2 separate regions of the Macaca mulatta genome follow, and region 2 is linked to region 1. Evidence: chromatin contacts called from public Hi-C data. All regions are on one chromosome and are shown on one strand. Each heading gives the region's core, a stretch centred on a gene start, on an enhancer-like site or on the middle of the called end of the contact. The rest is flanking DNA. Distances are from core to core; before and after follow the strand shown.

The links. A called contact is a pair of places that touch in the nucleus more often than the background predicts.
Region 2: a contact with region 1 is called in a Hi-C map of fetal cortex germinal zone, with 4 times the contacts expected there. The contact joins the promoter of GPX4 here to the promoter of TMEM259 in region 1. A contact is called at or near these places in 2 of 14 Hi-C or Micro-C datasets (cortical neurons and fetal cortex germinal zone).

Annotation. Positions count from the first base shown.
Region 1 is chr19:1,678,831-1,685,473 of T2T-MMU8v2.0, forward strand. TMEM259 (transmembrane protein 259) reads right to left here and starts at 4,341. Exons shown (of 10, transcript XM_077978754.1): 1 at 3,971-4,341. The coding sequence starts at 4,195. LOC114674230 (U6 spliceosomal RNA) reads left to right here and starts at 4,722; the gene lies at 4,722-4,828.
Region 2 is chr19:1,764,550-1,771,192 of T2T-MMU8v2.0, forward strand. It overlaps GPX4 (glutathione peroxidase 4), which reads left to right and starts at 2,742. Exons shown (of 7, transcript NM_001118889.2): 1 at 2,742-2,896; 2 at 4,035-4,129; 3 at 4,217-4,361; 4 at 4,527-4,678; 5 at 5,021-5,045; 6 at 5,191-5,250; 7 at 5,329-5,581. The coding sequence starts at 2,813. The coding sequence ends at 5,361. SBNO2 (strawberry notch homolog 2) reads right to left here. Exons shown (of 32, transcript XM_077978679.1): 32 at 6,432-6,643.

The sequences.
Region 1 (6,643 bases), core at 3,091-5,590:
AGGCTGCACACTTAAGGCCCCACAGAGAAGAGCAGCGCCTGGGGTCGCCCTGAGGAAGGGTGTGAGTGACCTGTCCTATGAAGACAGCAGACATGATGAGAGGATGCCAGTGTCTTCACACAATGTGCACACACTCCAGTGGAAGACGCCAAGTCCCCCAGACGCTATGACTCAGATGTCACTGTTTCTGCCCCATCAGGTGCTCCGTGCTGACCGGGCTCAGGAACCCCCAGCCCGGGCCCACCACGGTCCTTCTTCCCTGACAGCCTGACCAGGAATCTGCCCCACTGGACGAGGCCTGCTCCCACCAAAGCCTCAGCTCCCCCACAATCTCCCACCACAAAACAAGGAGCAGGCACCGCCCAGCCAGACATAGGCTCATCTTGAGTCCCGGGTCCTCCTCCCCAAGACCTGTCATCAGCCACCTTGCAGCAGACACCTCACCTGGCCCGGCCTGGCACCACACGCCCAGGCAGCCTCGTCCACACCCACAGCAGCCCTCCCCAGGGATCTCAACTGCAAATGCTCCCACGGGCCCCTGGCCACCCTCCGCCTGCAGCCTGGCTCAGCCACTGGCACGTCTTGGGTGGTACAGACCCCACACTCCATGGCCCTGTCCCTGACTCCAGCTCCCCAGCAGCTGCCCACCTGCTCCAGCCCCAGCGCCTTCCCACACGCCCTCCAGCTGCCTAGACAGCCTGCCCCGTCCCACTGGCTGTGGCAGGAGGCCCTGCCCACCCCCGACAGGAGTCACCCCACCCCTATGGCCCTTTCTTCCTCCGGGTCAGCCCACACACCACTGCACCCACAGGAGCTCCTCCCCCAGCCCGGGGCTGTGCTCACCACACCAGGAAGCTTCCTGGATGTTCTGGCCTCGGCTCCCAGGGCACCCGAACACTCAGCCACCCGGTGGACCTCTCCCTTCCTGTCTCCCCACAGACCTGGAGGGCCAGGAGCAGCCTGCTCCCTCTCTGGGTATTTGAGCGACCCACAGACTGACAGACAAGCCTGCAGAGCCACACTCTCCTCCTCAGGTGGGGCACAGAGCCCTCAGCCCCGGCCAGGAAACGCTACCTGGGGCTCCCCTTTGTCCACCTGGGGTGCTTCTGGCCTCCAGGCCACGGGGTCCTCTCCTTCTACCGCAGCCTCACAAAGTGGCCTCAATGTGACAGGTCCCCCATTCCGAGCACGGCCCCTGGGGTCTCATATACCTTGTCTTTCATCCTCACAACGACCCCACCAGAGGAGCCCCGTTACTCCCCGTGGCTAGGGGTGGGCCCTTGCCCATGTCCAGTGCGCTGAGTCGAGACCCCCTTCACCCTGTGGGCATCCACTCAGTGGTCACCTGGGTCCGGAGCCCAACTGCACAGGTGCGGGCACCCAGTGACAGCACCCTAGGATGGACGGTCTCTGCCACGCTGGCTTCGGGGCCATGAAGGCCAGCAGAGGTGGGTGCTGAGGCTGGAGGGAGGTCTCCCCAGGGCCTCTGGAACACAGGCCCCTGCCGCCTCTTCTCTCCCCAGCACCTGGTACTGCCTGGCATTTCCTAAAACCACCCAGGCAAGGGTGAGGGGCTGAGGGGCCTCGTGCTGGCTCAGGGCTGGGAGCTCCTGGCATTTCGTGAAGCCACCCAGGCATGGGGGAGGGCCGGGGGGCTCCATGCCAGCTCAGGGCTGGGAGCTCAGGGGCACAGGGGCCACAGAATGAAGAAACCTTGAAGGGACCGCACCAGGGAGGACCTGGCTCTCTGCAGGGAGAGCCCCGGAAGCCGGGTGGGCAGGAAGCAGAAGAGCCTTCTGGAATTCAAGGCAGCCTCTGAGAGCCAGTCCTAGCCTGCACTTTGCAGATAAGTAAAAGTGAAGGCGGCAAGGTCAGATTCTGAACCACCAGATTACCCGGTGGAGAATTCACAACGAACCGATTTCCCCACCCAGGCCGGGCACGGGGGCTCACACCTGTAATCCCAGCATTTCTGGAGGCCAAGGTGGGCGGGTCGCCTGAAATCAGTTTTGAGACCAGCCTGGCCAACATGGCAAAACCCATGTCTACCAAAAATACAAAAAAAGTAGCTGGTTGTGGTGGCGGGCGCCTGTAGTCCCAGCTACTCGGGAGGCTGAGGCAGAATTATTGCTGGAACCCAGGAGGTGGAGGTTGCAGTGAGCCGAGATTGAGCCACTGCATTCCAGCCTGGGCGACAGAGCAAGACTCCATCTCAAAAAAAAAAAAAAAAATCACCACCCAGAGATCTCGCAGCCCAGAGCCCCCTGCTGAGAGAGGAGGGATGGGGGGCGCTAAGAACCTCCCCAGAATCTCCACCCTCCACAGGAGAGGGGGGACCTCCAGCTCTGGCCCAGCCCCATCTGACCACCTGTGAGTGGCACCTGCCTGGAGATAGAGTTGGGTAGGCTTGATCCCTTTCCAAACTGGGACGTGGTGGGACGGAAGCCCAGGCAACAGGGATGCACCTCCCAGGGAGGCTGAGCTCTGTCGGGGGCACCTGGCCTGGCACCCAGCACACATCCTCCACAAAGCTAAGGACAGAGCGGCTCCATCCTGGACCCAGGCTACTCCATGGAAGGAAAACCCACGTCCACAGACCAGCCTCCGTCCACAGTTTCAGGTCCCGTCTGTGGACCCCAGAGCAGGGAAAGGCCGCCTGCCCGAGTAACCCTTCACAGTCCTGCTCTGATGCCCAGAGGCAACCACGCCACTCTGGGGGGCTGCAGGGAGGAAGAAGGTGGGAAGGATGACGGGCTGAGCTCTGGCCTGGGGAGGCCACAGATCTGGAGGCTAAGGGGCCTCCCTTGAGGCGGCGGTAGGCTGGGACCCACACGCAGGTCTGCAGGACGGCCAAGCTCCAGCTCCACCTGCTGAGCCCAAAAGAGCAGCCGGCTCCTGACCAACAGGCCTGGCCCGCCAGAGTCAGCCCCCTCTCTGCAGACTAGCTCCAAAAAGCTCACGGCGCAAGTTCAGCACCCCCCAAGCCCCAGCACTGCGGTGTTCTGATGCAAAACAAAAACGGCCATGTCTCCATTTCCCCAGGTGGTCCAGGACCCCGGCCAACTTGTTTTCTGAGTGGCTGCACCTGCTGCTGAGCCCCTCCTGTCACCCAAGACAGACTCCTTCTCAGAGGGACTCAGGCCAGTCCTGCATGGCTGAGACCTCTGTGCCATCTGAGAAGGGCAGGAGGGGGACAGAGGCCAAGACGCAGAGGTCGGTGCCTCATACAGGAGGCACGGGAGACAGACCTGAACTCCTGGGTCAGGAAGGGGATGGGGACCAAGCGGAGGAGGCCGGGGATGGGCTGGAACGCTGCTGCCGGTGACTTTGCCGCTAACCCTAGGGAGGTGACCTCAGCTAAGTCACATTCTCCTGAGGCTCAGGAGAGGGGAACGAGGTGGGGGCAGGTGGAAGCCTACAAGGAGGGAGAGAGCCCCACCAGGAGGAAGAGTGGGGAGTGGACTTCCAGGACTGGGGCTGGTCCAAGGGAGCCCTGGGTCAGACTGGGTTCTGGGCCAGCACACGGGGAGTGGAAAGAGGCCTGGGGACTGAGGGTCACAGGCGGCAGAGTCAGGGGTCAAAGGGCGGGAGGTGCTCCGTCGCAGGCCAGGACCGGGCTCCAAGCCTGGGTAGATAGGGACCTGGGAAAGGCGGTCGCCGGGGACAGGATGGTCCCTGGAGGGGGCTGAGATGGAGGTTTCCAGAGAACAGCGGCTTCTAGTGCAGTGGCAACCGGCCTTCCCGGGTGTACGTCCCCGGGCGGGATGGGGTCACGAGACGGTGTCCCTGGCCAATCCCAGGGTCAGAGGTCGCGAGGGAGGACCCTAACCGGTAGGGTCGGATCTAGGCCTCGGGGTGCAGGGTGGCGCTCGGTGTCCCCAGCGAGGCCAGGGGCCGCAGTCGCAGGTCGCAGACATGGGGGTCAGGCCGGGCGCTGGGGTCAAGGGTCGGGGGTCGGCGCCGCGGTCACCTTGAGCAACACGAAGAACTCGAAGAGACGGCGGAAGGCGGGCGGGAAGAGCCGCGAATAGGTGACAGCCATCTTGAAGAACAGCGCGTGGAACAGCCGGTCGCGCACGTTGATGAGGGGGTTGGGGTTGAGGTTGGGGGTGCGAGGCCCGCGCGCAGGGGCCGGGCCGCCGCCGCCGCCGTTGGGCCCGGGCCCCGGAGCTCCGGGCGCCGCGTGCTCCGACATGCCGCCCAGCGTCGCGCCCTAACGGCCCGCAGGTGTCCGAGGGCGCCTCCCGGCCGCCATCGGCCGCCCTTACCGCCGCCGCGCTCCTTACGGCCGCCCGGCCGCTGCCGCCATCTTCCGCCTCCTCGTCCTGCTGCGGCCCTGCTGACGCTAGCGAGTCGCCACGCCGGGCAAGAGCGGCCCCCCTGCGCCTGCAGGGAACGCTGGGATACCAGCGGCCGCCCGGGGAAGCTTCATCCCCGCCCTGGCCTGCGCCAGGGGGCGAGGCTACATCCGGCCCACCACTTTTGCATATTGCACCCACAATCCACCGCGTCTAGGAGGCCAGTATAAGACGGTAAAATTTTGATAAAATATGGGATTTTGCGTGACGGAAGACACTCAAAGTAAGTGCAAGCAGAGAATTTATTTGGCAATATACAACTGTAGGAAGTTATGCTAAACATAAGACTGACCATAAGTTCTCCTAACTGTAAGGTAATTAGTTTGAAGGCCTTTAAATAACCGTAGCTGGAACTTTTGAGTCGTGCTCGCTTCGGCAGCACATATACTAAAATTGGAACGATACAGAGAAGATTAGCATGGCCCCTGCGCAAGGATGACACGCAAATTCGTGAAGCGTTCCATATTTTTGCTTATAGTCCGCAGCTGGTCAGCTCGTTTTGCTTCCCTTCCCCGGACTCCCCGGATGTCCATCTCCCCTGGCACCAGAGGTTGGCGATAGGACAATCTGGCCGTCCCCACTCAAGCACCTGCCCCTGTAGCCCTCGGGCAACAGTAAGTAAATGCTCTTCAGGGGCACGTATTGAGTCCCTCCTGCCTACATAAGAGGATACTACGGTTTCTGTTTTTGGGTTTTTTTTGTTTGAGACGGATTCTCGCTCCGTCACCCAGGCTGGAGTGCAGAAGCGCGATCTCGGCTCTCTGCAACCTCCGCCTCCCGGGTTCAAGCGATTCTCCTGCCTCAGCCTCCCAAGTAGCTGGGATTACAGGCATGCGCCACCGCGCCCAGCTCATTTTGTATTTTTGGTAGAGACTGGGTTGCTCCATGTTGGTGAGGCTGGTCTCGAACTCCCAACCTTAGGTGATCTGCCCGCCTCAGCCTCCCAAAGTGCTGGGATTACAGGAATGAGCCACAACGCCCGGTCTAGACAGGGTTTTTTGTAGATCCATGTTGCCTATGGTCTGAACTCTTGAGCTCAAGCAATCTGCCAGCGTCAGCCTCCCAAAGTGCTGGGATTACAGGTGTGACCCACCAAGCCCACCCAAAAAAAAGTTTTGGTTTTTGTTTGTTTGTTTTGACACAGAGTCTCACTGCCGCCCAGGCTGGAGTGCAGTGGCGTGATCTTGGCTCACTGCAACCTCCGCCTCTTGGGTTCAAGCAATTCTCGGCCTCAGCCTCCTGAATAGCTGGGATTACGGGCGCCCGCCACCACGCCCAGCTAATTGTTTTATATTTTTAGTAGAGACAGGGTTGAACTCCTGACCTCGTGATCCACCTGCCTCGGCCTCCCAAAGTGCTGGGGTTACAGGCGTGAGCCACCCCACCTGGCAGAGAAGGGGTTTCACTGTGTTAGCCAGGATGGTCTCCATCTGCTGACCTCGTGATCCGCCAGTCTCGGCCTCCCAAAGTGCTGGGATTACAGGCGTGAGCCATGGCGCCTGACCTGTTAATTTTTATTTTTTAGAGACAAGGTCTCACTCAGTCACCCAAGCTGGAGTGTAGGGATATGATCATGGCTCACTGCAGCCTCCACCTCCTGGGCTCAAGCAATCCTCCCACCTCAGCCTCCCAAGTAGCTGGGATTACAGGCATGCATCATCATTCTCAGCTAATTTTTTTTTTTTTTTTTTGAGACGGAGTCTCGCTCTGTCGCCCAGGCTGGAGTGCAGTGTCGCGATCTTGGCTCACTGCAAGCTCCGCCTCCCGGGTTCCCGCCATTCTCCTGCCTCAGCCTCCTGAGTAGCTGGGACTACAGGCGCCCGCCACCACGGCCGGCTAATTTTTTGTATTTTTAGTAGAGACGGGGTTTCACCGTGGTCTCGATCTCCTGACCTTGTGATCCGCCCGCCTCGGCCTCCCAAAGTGCTGGGATTACAGGCGTGAGCCACCGCGCCCGGCCTCTCAGCTAATTTTTTAAAACATTTTTTGAGGTCAGGAGATCAAGAACATCCTGGATAACAGGGTGAAACCCCGTCTCTACTAAAACATTGTAAAAAATTAGCTGGGCGTGGTGGCAGGCGCCTGTACTCGGGAGTCTACTCGGGAGGCTGAGGCAGGAGAATGGCGTGAACCTGGGAGGCAGAGCTTGTAGTTGAGCCGAGATCGTGCCACTGCACTCCAGCCTGGGTGACAGAGAGAGAGACTCTGTCTCAATAAAATAAAATAAATAAAATAAAATAAAATAATGTATTTGCTTCCCTGATGGCACCAGCCACACTTCCAGT
Region 2 (6,643 bases), core at 1,492-3,991, 84 kb after region 1:
TAGAGAGGGGGTTTCACCGTGTTAGCCAGGATGGTCTCGATCTCCTGACCTTGTGATCCGCCCGCCTCGGCCTCCCAAAGTGCTGGGATTACAGGCGTGAGCCACCGCACTCGGCCCAAAAAGTTTTTAAAAAAGAAATCAAGCCACAGGACAGCCCCTGCCCCAGTCCTTCCTGGTGCCAGGGGCTGCTCTAGAAAGATCTATGGCAACACAGCTTCCTGCAGGGACACTCAAGAACTTCCGCCCTCACAGGGAAGCCTTGCTGGGGTCTTGAGAGGTCCCCAAGTCTTCATTTCCCTGTTTGTGAAATGGGGTCACTCTGGGAAAAGTTGAGAAACCCCCAGGGCAAATCTCTCAGAACCTGGGAGCCCGTTCTCAGATCCGAGGTCACGACCCCGTGTTTTGCCCACTTCTGCCCTTATCACAACTGGCAGGAAGTCAGGAACGGGATAAGGTTTCTCCGCCGAGCTGTGGGTGCTGAGCTGTTTTTCTGGCAACCCTGAGATAAACACCGGTTTCAGCGCACACGTTTGCAACCAACTTATGGAAAACAACTCTGGCAACATTGCAAACAGCTGAGCCTCTGCAAGGGCAGGAACAGATTCGCCAGTGTGGCCCTGTCACCCGGCACTGCCAGGGCGGGAGGAAATGGGGGGGTTTCCTGAGAAGTGAGACAATGGGGGTTGACTCCAAGAACTCGGCCTCTGGGGGCTGGGCGGGAGCAAAGCCATGTGAACAGGCTTATGCAAGACCTGGATTCTGCCAGCCCAGCTCAGGGATCCTTGCTTCACTGCCTTTGCCACTCAACTCCATCTACAAGGCCTCTGTGCTGCATCTAGCAGGCCTGAGTCGGGGGCAGTGGCGGGGACTGGCTCATAGGTCCCACCCCAAATCAACCCAGCCCTGAATCTGTCTCTGAAAAAATTTACTCAATGCAGGGTCAGAAAACGTTAAGACCTTGAAGGCAACATAAAAATCTAGGCAGGGTAGGTAGAGTGGCTCACGCCTGCGATGCCAGCACTTTGGGAGGCTGAGGCAGGTGGATCACCTGAGGTCAGGAGTTCAAGACCAGCCTGAGCAACATGGTGAAACCCTGTCTCTACTAAAAATACAAACATTAGCTGGGCTTGGTAGCACGCGCCTGTAATCCCAGCTACTCAGGAGACTGAGGCAGGAGAATCGCTTGAACCCGGAAGGCAGAGGTTGCAGTGAGCTGAGATGGAGACACTGCACTCCAGCCTGGGTAACAGACCAAGACTCCTTCACACACACACACACACATTCCAAACCCCTGTCTGTACAGGGGTCAAAGTCTAATCACGGTGACTCAGTTCCCAAGTATGAGATGAGTGTCTCTGTTGCCAAATGTCCAAGCCACAAAGTGAAAAACAGAGTTGGAAGCCAAGATGTGGGGTGGTATGGGCTCTGGGTGTGCCCACACCTCGTAATGTTAGAAGCGTAAGAAAACCCTCCAGACTTGTGTTTATTTTCTGAGTACACACCGCGCGTCCCTGCGTGGGCAGCTGTCTCTGGGGTGGGATCCCAGGAAACTCCAGGTTCTCAGTTAAATGGTAACTGTCTCCATGACTCTCAGGTCCCAGTGCCCACATGTTATGTAAGCGGCTTGGCAACCAGACCCAGAGGTGGGGAGTCACTGACACCCCTGTGCCCACGGCAGGAGTGAGGGCAGGGACACCCCCATGCCCTCTCTGGGCACCCTCATAAGATGGGACTGTGATGAGGAGCAGACCTCAGTTTGGTTTCATTTACATTAAAAAGGCAAATCCCTCGGCCGGATGCGGTGGTTCACACCTGTAATCCCAGCACTTTGGGCGGCCGAGGTGGGCACATCACATGAGGTCAGGAGTTTGAGATCAGCCTGGCCAACATGGTGAAACCCTGTCTCTACTAAAAATACAAAAAAATTAGCTGGGTGTGGTGGCTCGCTCCTGTAATCCCAGTTACTCAGGAGGCTGAGTCAGGAGAATCGCTTGAACCCGGTGGGCGGAGATTGTGGTGAGACGAGGTCGCACCACTGCACTCCAGCCTGGGCAAAAGAGCAAAACTCTGTCTCAAAAAAAAAAAAAAAAAAAAAAAAAAGGCAAATCCCGGCCGGGCCTGTGGCTCACACCTGTGATCCCAGCAGTTTGGGAAGCTGAGGCTGGAGGATCACTTGAGGTCAGGAGTTTGAGACCAGCCTAGGCAACATAGTGAGACACCCATGTCTTTACAATAATTAGCCAGGAATGGTGATGATGAGCTGGGATGAGCCTGTTGTCCCAGCTGCTCGGGAAGCAGAGGCGGGAGGTTCGCTTGAGACTGGGAGGTCGCGGCTGCAGTGTGCCCTGATCGTGCCACTGCACTTTAGCTTGGGCAACACAGCAAGACCCCGTCTCTTAAAAAAAAAAGGTAAACGAGTTGGGGAGACTTTTCTGCCAGTTGGAGAAACGCCCTCGACGAGTCTTAAGTAGCATTCTCAAGTTGTCTGGCCTGCCGCCGCGCTGCGGTCAACCATCCGGAGTACCGTGCGCTGCCTCCCAACGCGTCGCCTGCGTAGACGCGGCCGCCTGCGCGCAAGCGAGCATGCGCAGTCGCCGACAACAGTTCGCACGTCCGGTCCCGCCCCCTTCCCCGCCTTTTTCCCCTTCCGGCCTCCCATTGGCTGGCATCGGCGCGAGGGCTCAACACCGACGCGGCTGACCAGTGAGCGCTCCGGAGGGCGTGGCCGTGGGAGGGGAGGTGCGGAGAGCCGACGCGCGTCCATTGGTCGGCTGGACGAGGGGAGGAGCCGCTGGCTCCCAGGCCCGCCGCGATGAACCTCGGCCGCCTTTGCCGCCTGCTGAAGCCAGCGCTGCTCTGTGGGGCTCTGGCCGCGCCCGGCCTCGCCGGTACCATGGTGAGCGGGCGCCGAGGCTGTTGCCTGCCCGGTTACCGTTGGGGCGGGCGCGCGATCCCCGTCTCCGCTCGCCGGCGCGGGGAACCCTCGGGCTCCCGTGACCTTGGTGGGGGGCGTCTGGGTGGCTCCCCCTCCCCACCCCCGGCCGGGCGCGGACGCGGGTGACCGCACTGCGACGCGCTCCGTGGCCCTCCAGGCCGTTGCGGGCACGCGGGCTGGGTTCGGGGAAGGGGAAGGGGCTGTTCAATGCGCGCGGGTCGGGGTCCGGGAAGGGGCTGTCCAGGCCGTTGCGAGCGCGCGGGCTGGGGTCGGGGAAGTGGAAGGGGCTGTTCCACGCGCGCGGGTCGGGGTCGGGGAAGCGGCCGTCGAAGCCGTTGCGGGCGCGCGCGCCGGGGTCGGGGTCCCGGCTTGCAGGGGGCGGGGTCCGGGACGGCTGGGGCGGAGCTGGGCCGTTGGGGGCCACGGGTGGGTGTCTCCGGGCCGAGCGGGGCTGCTGCGCCCGAGCGGTTGTGGGTGCAGAGGGCTGGAAACCCCGGATCACGCGCCCCCGGGCGCCGCCCCGCCCCCGCGGCTTGGCCTAGCTTGGTGGCGTCACAGTCGCACAGTCCTGACTTCGGCCTCCGGGCCTTTGTCCCCGGCAGCGGCGCTCGGGGTGGGGGAGCCAGGCGGGGCGGGAGACGGGCGGGTATGGGCCGCGCGGGCGCAGGCTCCTCCAGGCGCCGCAGGCAGCGGTGCCAGAGCCGGGGCAGACGGCGGCCGCGAGCCCCTCGACGGCGGAAGGCCCCAGCGTGCAGGCGCAGGAGGGCGCGGCGCCGGCGGAAGGAGCCCTGTCCCCGCAGCTTGGGACCGGAGATCCACGAATGTCCCGAATCCCAGGACCCGGTGCGCGCGGGGCCCTCACACCTGCTGCTGTGGCACTTTTTGGGGTTGGAACCTTCTCTCGGTCTCCGGGTTTCCGGTAAAACGGGACCAGAGGCACAAGGAGGCGTGTGCGTTTGAGGAGGAGGAGCGTTCAGGTTTTCAGGGCCCCAGGGCTCCGGTGTCCCCGCCACCGACCCGCTCCGCATCCCTTCCTGCCCCAGGGCCCCCGGCTCGGCCTCCCGTCCATGCTCCCTGCTCAGCCCCCTTTGCCTTGCAGTGCGCGTCCCGGGACGACTGGCGCTGTGCGCGCTCCATGCACGAGTTTTCCGCGAAAGACATCGACGGGCACATGGTTAACCTGGACAAGTACCGGTGGGCGCTCGCCTGCGGTGGGGCGCATGGCCGGGGCCTGGGAGGGGGCCCTGGTCTTCTGCGCTTGACCCCCGCCGACTCTTGCAGGGGGTTCGTGTGCATCGTCACCAACGTGGCCTCCCAGTGAGGCAAGACCGAAGTGAACTACACTCAGCTCGTCGACCTGCACGCCCGATACGCTGAGTGCGGTTTGCGGATCCTGGCCTTCCCATGTAACCAGTTCGGGAAGCAGGTGGGCGGCTGCTGCGTTCCCGGGGCCCGCAGAGGCCGGTGGGTGGGGGTGGGCTGTGGCCTTGCAGAGGCCGATGGGTGGGGGTCAGGGTGGGCTCCGGCCTGGAGAGGGCCTCGGAGTGTGCGGGGGCCCCCGACGCACTCAAGCACACCTTGGCCACCACAGGAGCCAGGGAGTAACGAAGAGATCAAAGAGTTCGCCGCGGGCTACAACGTCAAATTCGATATGTTCAGCAAGATATGCGTGAACGGGGACGATGCCCACCCGCTGTGGAAGTGGATGAAGATCCAGCCCAAGGGCAAGGGCATCCTGGGAAAGTGCGTGACCTCTGGGGACATTACAGCTGCGGGGTTGGGGGGGCTGTGTGGGGGCCTGCTGGGATGTGCACACCTCCCTGGGGGCAGAATGGCTCAGGGGGCGGTTGAGGTGGGGGTGCTGGGACTCTCACACTGTGTGGCCTCCTGGGGACAGGATGGCTCAGGGGGCTGTGGGGGGCTGCTGGGACTCTCACACTGCGTGGCCTCCTGGGGTAAGATGGCTGGGGAGGCGTGGGGGGCCGCTGGGGACACTCATGTCCATGTGGCCTCCTGGAGGCAGGATGGCTAGTGGGCCCGTGGGGGGCTGCTGGGGACGCTTACACCCATGTGCTTCTTTTCCAGTGCCATCAAGTGGAACTTCACCAAGGTAAGGGGGCTGTGGGGGGTAGGGGACCAGCTCCCCCCGGCCACAGCCCTGGCCCACATGGGCAGCGGGCAGGAAGGGCAGCCTCAGCCCCTTGCAGGGGGCCACACCCACGGTGCCCCACAGTTCAGACACTGTCTCTCCACAGTTCCTCATTGACAAGAACGGCTGCGTGGTGAAGCGGTACGGACCCATGGAGGAACCCCTGGTAGGTCCTCTCTAGGGAGCCTGCTTGGGGCAGCGGCTCGGGAGCTAGCTGCCCTGACCCAGCTTTTCTCCCCGACAGGTGATAGAGAAGGACCTGCCCCACTATTTCTAGCTCCACAAGTGTGTGGCCCCGCCCGAGCCCCCTGCCCACGCCCTCGGAGCCTTCCACCGGCACCCATGACGGCCTGCTTGCAAACCAGCTCCTGGTGAGGCAGACCCGAAAATCCAGCGTGCACCCCGCCGGAGGAAGGTCCCGTGGCCCGCTGGGCTTGGCTCGGCGCCCCCACCCCTGGCTGCCTTATGGGAATAAAGAGACAAATTGGTCTGCTGGATCTTTCTGCCTAGGGGCTTGGGGGGGCCCTTTTGCCAGGCACCCCTCCATGTCAGGGCCAGCTGCTGTCACCTGCCAGGGAGTGCCATGAAGGTGGAGTGTTGCCTCCTCTTCCTCCAGGCTTGGGGGCTGTGCTGGCTGGGGTGCTGGGGTGCAGTGAGATCTGGGCCCGTTGGACACCAAGCCCTGGGCCTTAATCCATGCAGCCCTGCCTGGTATGCACAGGTAGGGCCCAGTAGGGCTGAGTCTTGGAGAAGATAATTTCAAGTGGCTGTTCTTCCCGGCCCCGGGTCTTAACCCGTTAGGAGGTGGCTACTGGGGCCGCCTCTGGCCAGAAAGCAGAAGTATAGAGGCCCGAGGAACAGCGTGACCCTGGTGGTGGGGATGGGTTGGGCACCCACACCTGCCCTTGGGGCCTCACCTGGCTGGGGGGTATGGGGGTAGCTGGGTGGTTACTGTTCACAGAGTCCCTCCATGAGGGCTGGGGGTGGACAGGCCAGGAGGGGCTGGCACAGCAGCACCAGCCACCATTCAGGGGCCCGTGCGGGGGGGCAGTTTGGACACGGCTTGGCTGCCTACCTGCATAGCTGGAGGGACTGCAGCCTGCTAGGGTGGCTGATCCCAGCTGTCCCCACTGGGGGTCTGGAATGGACAGTCCATGGCACCTGCCCCAGACACGGGGTTGAGGGGATCTGTCTCTCCCAGCCCTTGTCCCTCCTCATCCACAGGGGGCCAGCACAGGGCGGTGGACAGAATGAGACCTGGTAACCTAAGAGCCTCCGGGGATGCCCACGCACCCCTGTTCTTCCCTCCCTGTCCTGCAGGCTGAGCAGCAGACTCCATGGGAAGTAGGCAAAAGGCACATATATTTAAAAAAGTCCTTTACATATGTACATCAGAACTTGCTATAAATACATAGAAACCGCAGGCGCCACCCTGCCAGCTCCGCGGCCTGGGGCCTGGGAGAGGTGAGCAGGCAATAACTTAGGGGTCAGAGAAGGGCTAGGGGAGGGGGAATTGCATATATTAGCGGGGGTCTGCCCCACAGAGCCCCCGAGACGCG